Linked DNA regions of Sus scrofa: region 1 is linked to region 2. A link is a contact called in public Hi-C data. All regions are on one chromosome and are shown on one strand. Each heading gives the region's core, a stretch centred on a gene start, on an enhancer-like site or on the middle of the called end of the contact. The rest is flanking DNA. Distances are from core to core; before and after follow the strand shown. Region 1 holds the start of JMJD7 (jumonji domain containing 7). Region 2 holds the start of EHD4 (EH domain-containing protein 4).

Region 1 (4,243 bases), core at 1,417-3,916, 160 kb before region 2:
TGGCCAGCTGCAAGACACCCTCTGCGGAGCAAAGTCGCATGACCCAGCTCCTGAGAAACACCTTCTCTTCAGTGCGGCAAGAGCTAGAAGGCCTGGCTGGGGCAGTGATGTCCAGCCCGGCCGGAAGCCCTGGGGCCGTGGGGGCTGAGCAGACACAGGCCCTGCTCGAGCAATACTCAGAGCTGCTGCTTCGAGCCGTGGAACGGCGCATGGAACGCAGACTCTGAGGTCCAGAAGCCTGTCTCAAGTGAATGCTCCCCCTATTTGATGTAGCCTCTCTTCCACTCCATCAAAACTTGTGGGGATGCTTGGAGTGGAGAGCAGGGATCAGTGCTCAGAGAGGAAGCAGCTCTCCCAGCTGCTCCTCGTGGGGCCCTTGTATTTATTAATTTATTTCCCTGACTGTTGCCTCACTTTCTTGGAACTCCTGCCTCCACAGCCCCGCCAGTGGCTCATGCAGGGGTAGGTCTTGGATCTTTGTCATCTTGGTGCTGTGAGGAGTAGGAGGGCAGCCTGCCCCCTCTGGGGGAAATCAGGAAAGGCTGGCCCTCTCTTCTTAGAAGCCATTTGAAATTACTGCAGGGATCAGCTCCCTGGGGTGGAGCACACACAGGGTATTCAGTGGGGTAGAGGTGCGAAGTCGTCTGGTATCCGTGCCCTTTAGCCAACAGCGGAGCGTCACCTCTACCTCCACTCCCCCCCACACCAGCTGCACTCCCCTGGCTGCCAGGGTGGGGGTTATCTGTTTTCCCCACCTCCTAGCAGTTCAGAAAGGCGAGTCCTCTGGCCCTCCGGGGCACCAGAGCTCCCAGCCATCAGGAGGCTTGAGTTGGTATCAAGGCCTGAGCCCCCACATTCCACTCCCATTCCCCCTACAGAGGGTCTTAGCATTGTCTCTTCCGGTGCCCCCTTTCTCCTGGCCGGAACTTGTGATGCCAGCTATGGGACATTGCTGCAGGACAGTAAAGCCCTCTGCTGGGCAAACAAGAAGCCCTGGCCTACCTTTCCTCAGCCCCTTGGCCTTCCCTGGCCTCCAGCCCTGGTCCCCAGCAGGCTGCTGGAGCCGAGGCCACCTTCTCCCCATGTCCTGAGTGATGCTTAGTCAGAAGTCTGTGTTGGAATGTCCCTTATGGTTTACAGGGCACTGGCCCACCTTCTAAAGACCTTGGCCACAGGTGAAGTAACACACACACACATTGAATGTTCACTGTTAGAGCACTTGGCTGGCTGATGTGCACCTGGTTTCCTCTCATGTCCTGCCCTAGCTTCACCATCCTGTCTCTTATCAAAGAACATGAAAAGGGATGGAACACACTGAGTTGCATCCCTTTTCATGGAAGCCTGAATTTTGGATTCTTGGTGTCCACAGCCTAGCTGATGTGAGATGGCCCATAGAGTGTCTGGCTTGGGTAGAAGGAGCCTCCCCAAAGACAGCAGTGGGTGCTAGATACTGGAGGTTGAGGAGAGGGAGGCACATGGGACTGCAGCAAGGGCCAAGAGACACACTGGAAAGGTGGTAGGTGGGACAGGTAAGTGGTAGAGGTGAGGGGATAGATTAGAATTAGAAGGGCAGATTTGGGGTGTAGGGGAAGGAGATAGGGCACAGTGGGCAAGTAGATAGAGTAGGACCAGGTGGTGAAGCAGTTGTTGAAGAGTTGGGGTGAAGAACATGTGTCTCTGGGCCCAACTGCTTCCCTCTGCTTCCGGTAAGTCAGGGTAGCTCTACTGCAGCTCCAGGCCCCAAAAGCCCATTATCCCCACGGACTGGCCTTTGGGCCTTGCTGGCTCTAGAGGTGGAGGCTTAGAATGAAATTGGATTCTGAAGCATGCACAGCTCTGTTTCTGTCAGGCTGCGTGCACCTGAACAGGTGAAAGCTGTTTCACCCTCACTATTCTCTACTACCACCACTTGCATGGCCAAGCTGCAAAGAACTGGCCTGAGAATGCTCACTAAGCTGAGGGTGGATCCCGGGCAGGGCTGCAGCTCCCTTGTCAGAGTTAGAAACCCACTCCTACTGTACCCCTAACCTGCACACCAGCCGCCCACTCCAAGTGGGGATCTGAGCTGGGTTTTTCGCCATCCAGTCTCTTTCACGAGGAAGGAACTACACTCCTGCCAAGGTTTGTGAGGAGGTGGCCGCCCTTTCCCTACCCACAGCCCGGCGCCGGGGGCGTGGGGGTGGGGTCTTGTGGCCGGCGCTCATCCCCTTCTGCATGTGTGAGGCTACCGGCAGCTGTCACTGCCCCCGTTCAGATTTGCCCTGACCCAGTTTCGAAAGCCCCTTATTTATAACTTTTATACTTTGTCCAGGCCGTGGCGCTTCCCTCCTCCCCAGGTCTCAAGGGGCAGAGGCTATTTTTAACATGTCCGTTTGTATTGATGTATGAACTCATCAATAAACACAATCATTTGCTAACTAGGATGCCTGCGAGTGAGGCAGGCGAGAGAAGGCGCAGTGTCCCGTCAGGTGGGGTGGAGTCAGTCGTCTGAGGAGGTGGGGATTGGGGGTGTGGGGGAGGCTGGAGGCGCAGACTTCATTGGCGGAGAGTGGAGGGGACGCCGCTGGGAGCCTGGCGGAATGCGTGAGCCGCAGGGAGGGGCGGGGCCTCGGAGCGGAGGCGGGGCCTTAAGGGGAGAGGGCGGAGCCTCGGGCGGCAGCGGCGTCATGGCGGAAGCGGCTTTGGACGCCGTGCGCAGGGAGTTACGAGAATTCCCGGCTGCGGCGAGAGGTGAGTTGGGTGGCTGGTCGACCGACCTCCGAGCAACCTCAAGACCCTGGAGGGACTTGCTGGGAACCGGGTCCCAGACATTCTGTCGTGGCCCTTCCCACCCTTTCCTGTTGTGAAGGCTTTAAGGTGGTCGGTTCACTCTCTTTGAACTCTACTCTTCACTCAGGAAAAGACTCCTCCAAGCTGGGAGCACTACAGACTTTTTGGGAGGATTGGAGGCGGCTGTGCTGGTGATCCCTGGCTCTTCCTCTGCTGGGTTTTTATTTTTCTCCCTCTCTACCTTATTTTCTTTTTTCTATTTTCAAGTAGTTTCTTATCACCGAATAGTAACACAGGGACCTGGTTTAAAAAACAGCGGACTCATCTTGCTGGTCTCTGCCTCCGCTCATATTGTTCTTTTGACCTAGAAGCCTTTCCCGTAAAGCCCCCAAACCTATTCAGTTCTTCAAAACCAACCTTTAATCCTAACTCTGTCCTAGAAAATTTCAGCCCTAATTGAGCTTCCCTATCACTGAATTCTATTATCTGTTTTCCCTTTTGCAACTATTATATACCTTCTGCTTTACATCACTTGTCACTTGTACATGTTAATCTAATATACCCAACTAGACTGTAAACCTGACCAGAACAAGATATACGTCTGCTAGACATCTCCAGCATCCTTCAAAGAAAACAATAAAGGAGCTAAAAATAAATATCTATTAAATAACAGCAGACTTATAAATTCCCTCCCATCCCAGGCTCCAGTGTGCCTCATCCAGAAGTACACTGTTAATATCCACACCCACGTATGACTGACTGTATGTCTCCGTTTTTATATAAATGGTTGCCTGCTAAGCACACTCTTCTGTGTATCTTGAAAATCATTTCATATCACGCTACCTCAGTCTTTTCCACACCTGTTACTAGTGTTGCAGTTTACTTAGCCCACTATTGGTAGGCATTTAGGTCATTTCCAGTTTATTTTCAATACTGTAACGAATACCTTGAGTATTTAACAAGTCCTTAGTAAGCACTAAGTGTGCCAGGCTCTGTTCATTATGTTTAGGCTTTATCACTTATATCACTGAACAAAACAAATCTCTACCCTCGTAGAGCTTACATTCCTTTTTTTTTTTTTTTTTTTTTTGCCATTTCTTGGGCCACTCCCACAGCATATGGAGGTTCCCAGGCTAGGGGTCTAATGGGAGCTGTAGCTGAGGCCTACGCCAGAGCCACAGCAATGCGGGATTTGAGCCACGTCTGCAACCTACACCACAGCTCATGGCAACGCCGGATCCTTAACCCACTGAGCAAGGCCAGGGACCAAACCCGCAACCTCATGGTTCCTCATCGGATTTGTTAACCACTGCGCCACAGGGAACTCTGAGCTTATATTCTTTTTTTTTGCTTTTTAGGGTTGCACTCGTGGCATATGGAGGTTCCCAGGCTAGGGGGTCTAATCAGAGCTATAGCTGCCGGCCTACACCACAGCCACACCAGATCTGAGCAGCGTCTGTGAACTAAGCAGCGT
Region 2 (4,520 bases), core at 1,059-3,558:
ATTCCACAAAACTCCCCCAAATGATGAAACAAAGAGAAGAGTGGGAAATAATATAATGAAATAGTAAACTGGGAAAAAAAAGATCAATTCATGTTCCTGTGGATTTGTTCTCCTGCCTCAGGCTTGCTTGTTAGCCAGTCTGTGGGAGCAGAGAGAGGGCCACATCACATCCAGATTAGCAGTGTCAACAGCAGCTCCCTGACCCCATGATAAAGCCCCCACCACAAGGACAGAGGGAAGAACAACCTGGGGTGCTGTGAACATGCCACCACTAATGTCTGAGACTACAATTATAACAATGCTACCTTCTTACCCTTTATCTGTATATTTCCAAGAGTAGGTCCACCTCCCCCTCTTGTACTACTTGGTCATAACACTTCATTGGCCCATATACTTAAAAACTGGTTAGTATTATAGAGATCTTAAAGGTAGTGTCTATCATCTTTCAAGGTTTCAATTATTGTAATATTCCTATGGTTCATTCTGAGTGTTGGCGAGGTGACAGTTAATATTCTTTTCAGCCTATTAATAAGTATCAAATAAAGCAATTCAAAATTATTTTCTTCACATTCAATTTACTGTCTAGAACTATATTTCAATATAATATATTTGCTTTGTTGAGTTCATTCATAGTATCTCTGCAGACCTGGATTGAACATATTTTCTGTAGTGACAACTACTCTATTTGTAGGAACTATTTAGGTCACTGGAGTGGAGGAAAAGAGGCCGCTACTAAATAGAAATGGCTTGTATCCAAATATAGCTGCAGTTTTCTGAACACCTGTTGAACATCAATGAAGAGACTGTTACCATTTCAAAAGCCATGGGCCAAAACCTTAAATTAAATGATCAGTCACTTTGTTTCAACTGACACAGAGTTAAAACCAGGAAAATAAGTCTCCCAACCAAAGAAAGTTAGTGTTAATATACCAGCTGCTTTAAAAATAAAATAGTCTCTTCAAAAGGCAATCTGTTTCCACATAAATTATTTCCCATCAAAAATCACTTCTGGAACTATATGATTTGAACTGTCAAGGCATGCACAGTAATTGTTTGCTTTTAGAGACACAGCAAGCATGACAAATATTTTCAGTTGTCAAGGGCGAGGGAGGAGGGAATGACCCATCTAAGAAATGGAAACTAACGAATAGTAACATGACACTCCCCCTTAGTTCCACTGAGCGCTGGCGCGGCTGCTCCACACAGCTAACTTCCTGTGGCAGGATAAAGGGAGGCTGTGCAAGTGTAGGATCAAGGCGGCCTCTACCCCATCTCCCAACGCCCAACCCCGTGGTGGGGGGGCAGCATGGAAGAACTGCAAGGGAAGGGGGCGGGCAATATTCTGTTTTCATTCATTCATTCATTCATTCATTCATAATAAAGTTATACGCCGGGCACTGTGCTAGGGGTTTAACTTTGCCAGTTTGACTCATAACACATTCTGATATCCCACACCTCTGTCCCCATTACCAGCCCTGGGCCTCACTCGCTCATCAGGAAAGTGCTTATTGTAGCCTTGCTTTCCTTCCCTTTTCCGGGTCCCCGGGCTATGGTGACAAGATAAAGCTAGCCAGAGAACTGCCTTTCCAAAAGCAAGGAAGGAGGGCTCAGAGTTCGCGGAGGAGTTCCGAGGACACTTCAGGCAGCGTCCCTACTCCGGCGGCCGCGCCCCAGGCGGGGCTTCGGACACCCGGGCACCGCACTCAGACAAGGAACCTGTGGTCACGCCGATGCTGGAGGAAGAAGCAGCTACGAGAGGGGTCCTTCAAGGGGAAAGTGGGCACAGCAGGAGGTCCGAGGACGGCGAAAGGCTAGTGACAACACGCACACACGTGGGGAGGACCGTCTCCACGTAGGTGGTGGGAGACGGGTCCAGGCAGGGGTGAGAGGCGGGCGGGGACGGTTACCTGATAAAGGTGGTCTTGCCGGTGCTGTACTGGCCCACCAGCAGGATCATAGGCTTGTTCTCAAAGTCGGCGTCCTCCAGCGCGGGCGAGTGGAACTCGTGGAAGCGGTACGCCTCCTCCAGCGGTAGCACCTTGCGCAGGTAGAGCGAGCGCAGGCCGCCCGTCACCGTCTGCACGGCGTCCGCGCCGCCCGCGCGCTCCCGCCCGCCTGCCTGCCGCCCCATCCAGCTGAACATCCTGACGCCGGTCCACCCGTCCGAGCCCCGCGCTCGCCCTCTCGGTCCTGGTTCCGAGCTCCGACCCTCCTCCGGGTTCGACCCTCCCCGGCAACACCGAGCTGCCCTAACCACGCCCGCCCGGACTGGTCTCGCCTCGCGCCGTTTTAGCCAATCCCCGGTCGCTACGTCACGTGAGCTCGTTCACTATTCAGAAGAGCTCTCTCAACTCGTTCCTCATTGGGCCGCTGCCAGCGCGGGTGGAGGCGCTAGCCAATGGAGAGGAGGCTCTTAATGAATTATTGATGACGGAGACCTTCGGAAGGACTGGGCGGGGCAGAGGGTGTTTCTCGAACCCTCAGGCACAGACTGACCCGCCGAGGGGCCTGCTTGGGTCGCCGGGGCTCCACCTCTGGCCAGGTGGCGTCGGCTTCCGGGCAAATCTGAGCTGGTAGAAAACAAGCCTGCAGAGGCTGCTTAGTCTCCCGGAGCGTTTACTCATCGCAGCCCTATGGACGTCGACACTAGGGGCAAAAGTTCAGAAAGTTGACAAACAGGTTCTTTCTACCCACTGGCAGGTTATTATAAACCTCGTTTTAGTTGTGAAGACACATAATTGATAAAATTTGAAGTAAGGTACGCAGCCTCAATCTACCTAGGTAGATGGTTCTCCTACATATCCACAGCTGCCTCTACTAAATTCTGGCTCCATCGAAGGCCTTTTGCCCTTTGTTTTCTTTAATTTTCTGTAAAATCGAAGATTTAGTCATCATCCTCATGATTACAATCTATTTTCCACACATTGACATGAAAAGAGTTACTGCTACCTTCTAGCCAATCTCTTTTTCAGGTGAAAAGGACACATCTAAATTGAAATTAGAAGAAATAATCAGCCATCATTTTTGGTACCCTAGGTTACAGTTTTAGAATAGTTCTCTGTTGTTTTAGAGAGTTTCTCAAGTGTGGTGGTGGTGAGGCACCTCGGATGCTTGTTAACATGCAGATTTCTGGTCATCACCCCAGACCTTCTGAGTTAAAACATTGAGGAGGAATGAAGCTCAACAAGCAGCCCCAGGTGATTCTGTGTACCTTTACTTTGGGGAAAGAGGATGCACTACAGTGCTTGTCAAACTTGATAGAAATGCAGATTCTGAATCAGAGTATGGGATGGAACCCAAGGCTGCATTTCTAACAGTCTCCCAGTTCTGTCAATGCTGCTTTTCCATGGATCATACTTTGAGTACCAAAGCTGTGTGGAGCAAACAGGATTTGTCATCAAAAGAACTAGGTTTGAATTCTGACTATATAAACTAATGGCTATGTGACTTTAAATGCAATGAGTTTCCTCGCTGCCTCTGTTTCCTTGTTTGTAAAATGGGAACTCCTTTAGAGTTGTGTGGATAAAATATTTAGAGGGAGCTATATGTAACCAGGGAAGTGAAAAGAAAGCCAAGAGAAAATGAAGTTAGATGTCTGCTTTATGTTAAAATAAAGCAAAGACTGAAATGTCAAAATGACACCACAGATCTACTAGAAGGAGAACTACTACTTCAGAAGCTACTGAAGATTTGTAAAATTTTGGAAGGGAAAAGCCTAATTAAAATAAAAGAAAAATTATTTTAAAAAGGTAGGTTTCTCAACAAAAAAGTAAAGCCTTCATTGTTTTTTTAAGTACATAAAACACAAACCCATATAAACATACTCTTGCCATGGGATCCAGAAATTGCTCTTCTTGGTATTTACCCAAATAAGTTGAAAACTTATGTCAACACAGAAGCCACACACAAATATTTACAGAAGTTTATTCCGAAATGTCTCAACTTGGAAGCAACTAAGGTGTCCTTAACTAGATGAATGGATTAACAAACTGTGGTATGTTTAGACAGTGGAATATTATTCAGCTAAAAAGAAATGAGGAGTTCCTGTTGTGGCTCAGCGGTTAACGAACCTGACTAGCATCCATGAAGATGCCGGTTTGATCCCTGACAGTGGGTTAAGGATCTGGCGTTGCCTTGACCCGTGGTGTAGGTCGCAGACTCAGCTCAGATCTTGTGTTGCTGTGGCTGTGGTGTAAGCTGGCAGCTGTAGCCTGGATTGGACCCCTAGCCTAGGAATCTCCATATGCTGTGGGTATGACCCCAAAAAGACAAAATAAAAAATAAAAAATGAGGAGTTCCCATCGTGGCGCAGTGGTTAACGAATCCGACTAGGAACCATGAGGTCGCGGGTTCGGTCCCTGCCCTTGCTCAGTGGGTTAACGATCCGGCGTTGCCGTGAGCTGTGGTGTAGGCTGCAGACGCGGCTCGGATCCCGCGTTGCTGTGGCTTTGGTGTAGGCTGGTGGCTACAGCTCCGATTAGACCCCTAGCCTGGGAACCTCCATATGCCGCGGGAGCGGC

What was found. Hi-C and Micro-C count contacts between places; a contact is called where the count stands out from the background.
Region 1: a contact with region 2 is called in a Hi-C map of embryonic fibroblasts, with 2.1 times the contacts expected there. The contact joins the promoter of JMJD7 here to the promoter of EHD4 in region 2. A contact is called at or near these places in 2 of 47 Hi-C or Micro-C datasets (embryonic fibroblasts and heart right ventricle) and 2 of 2 datasets of contacts at active chromatin or transcription factors (alveolar macrophages and skeletal muscle).

What each region holds. Positions count from the first base shown.
Region 1 is chr1:129,531,709-129,535,951 of Sscrofa11.1, reverse strand. JMJD7 (jumonji domain containing 7) reads left to right here and starts at 2,666. Exons shown (of 8, transcript NM_001204244.1): 1 at 2,666-2,730. The coding sequence starts at 2,667. It overlaps MAPKBP1 (mitogen-activated protein kinase-binding protein 1), which reads left to right. Exons shown (of 32, transcript XM_021097365.1): 32 at 1-2,417. The coding sequence ends at 227.
Region 2 is chr1:129,372,303-129,376,822 of Sscrofa11.1, reverse strand. It overlaps EHD4 (EH domain-containing protein 4), which reads right to left and starts at 2,308. Exons shown (of 6, transcript XM_021097351.1): 1 at 1,908-2,308. The coding sequence starts at 2,143.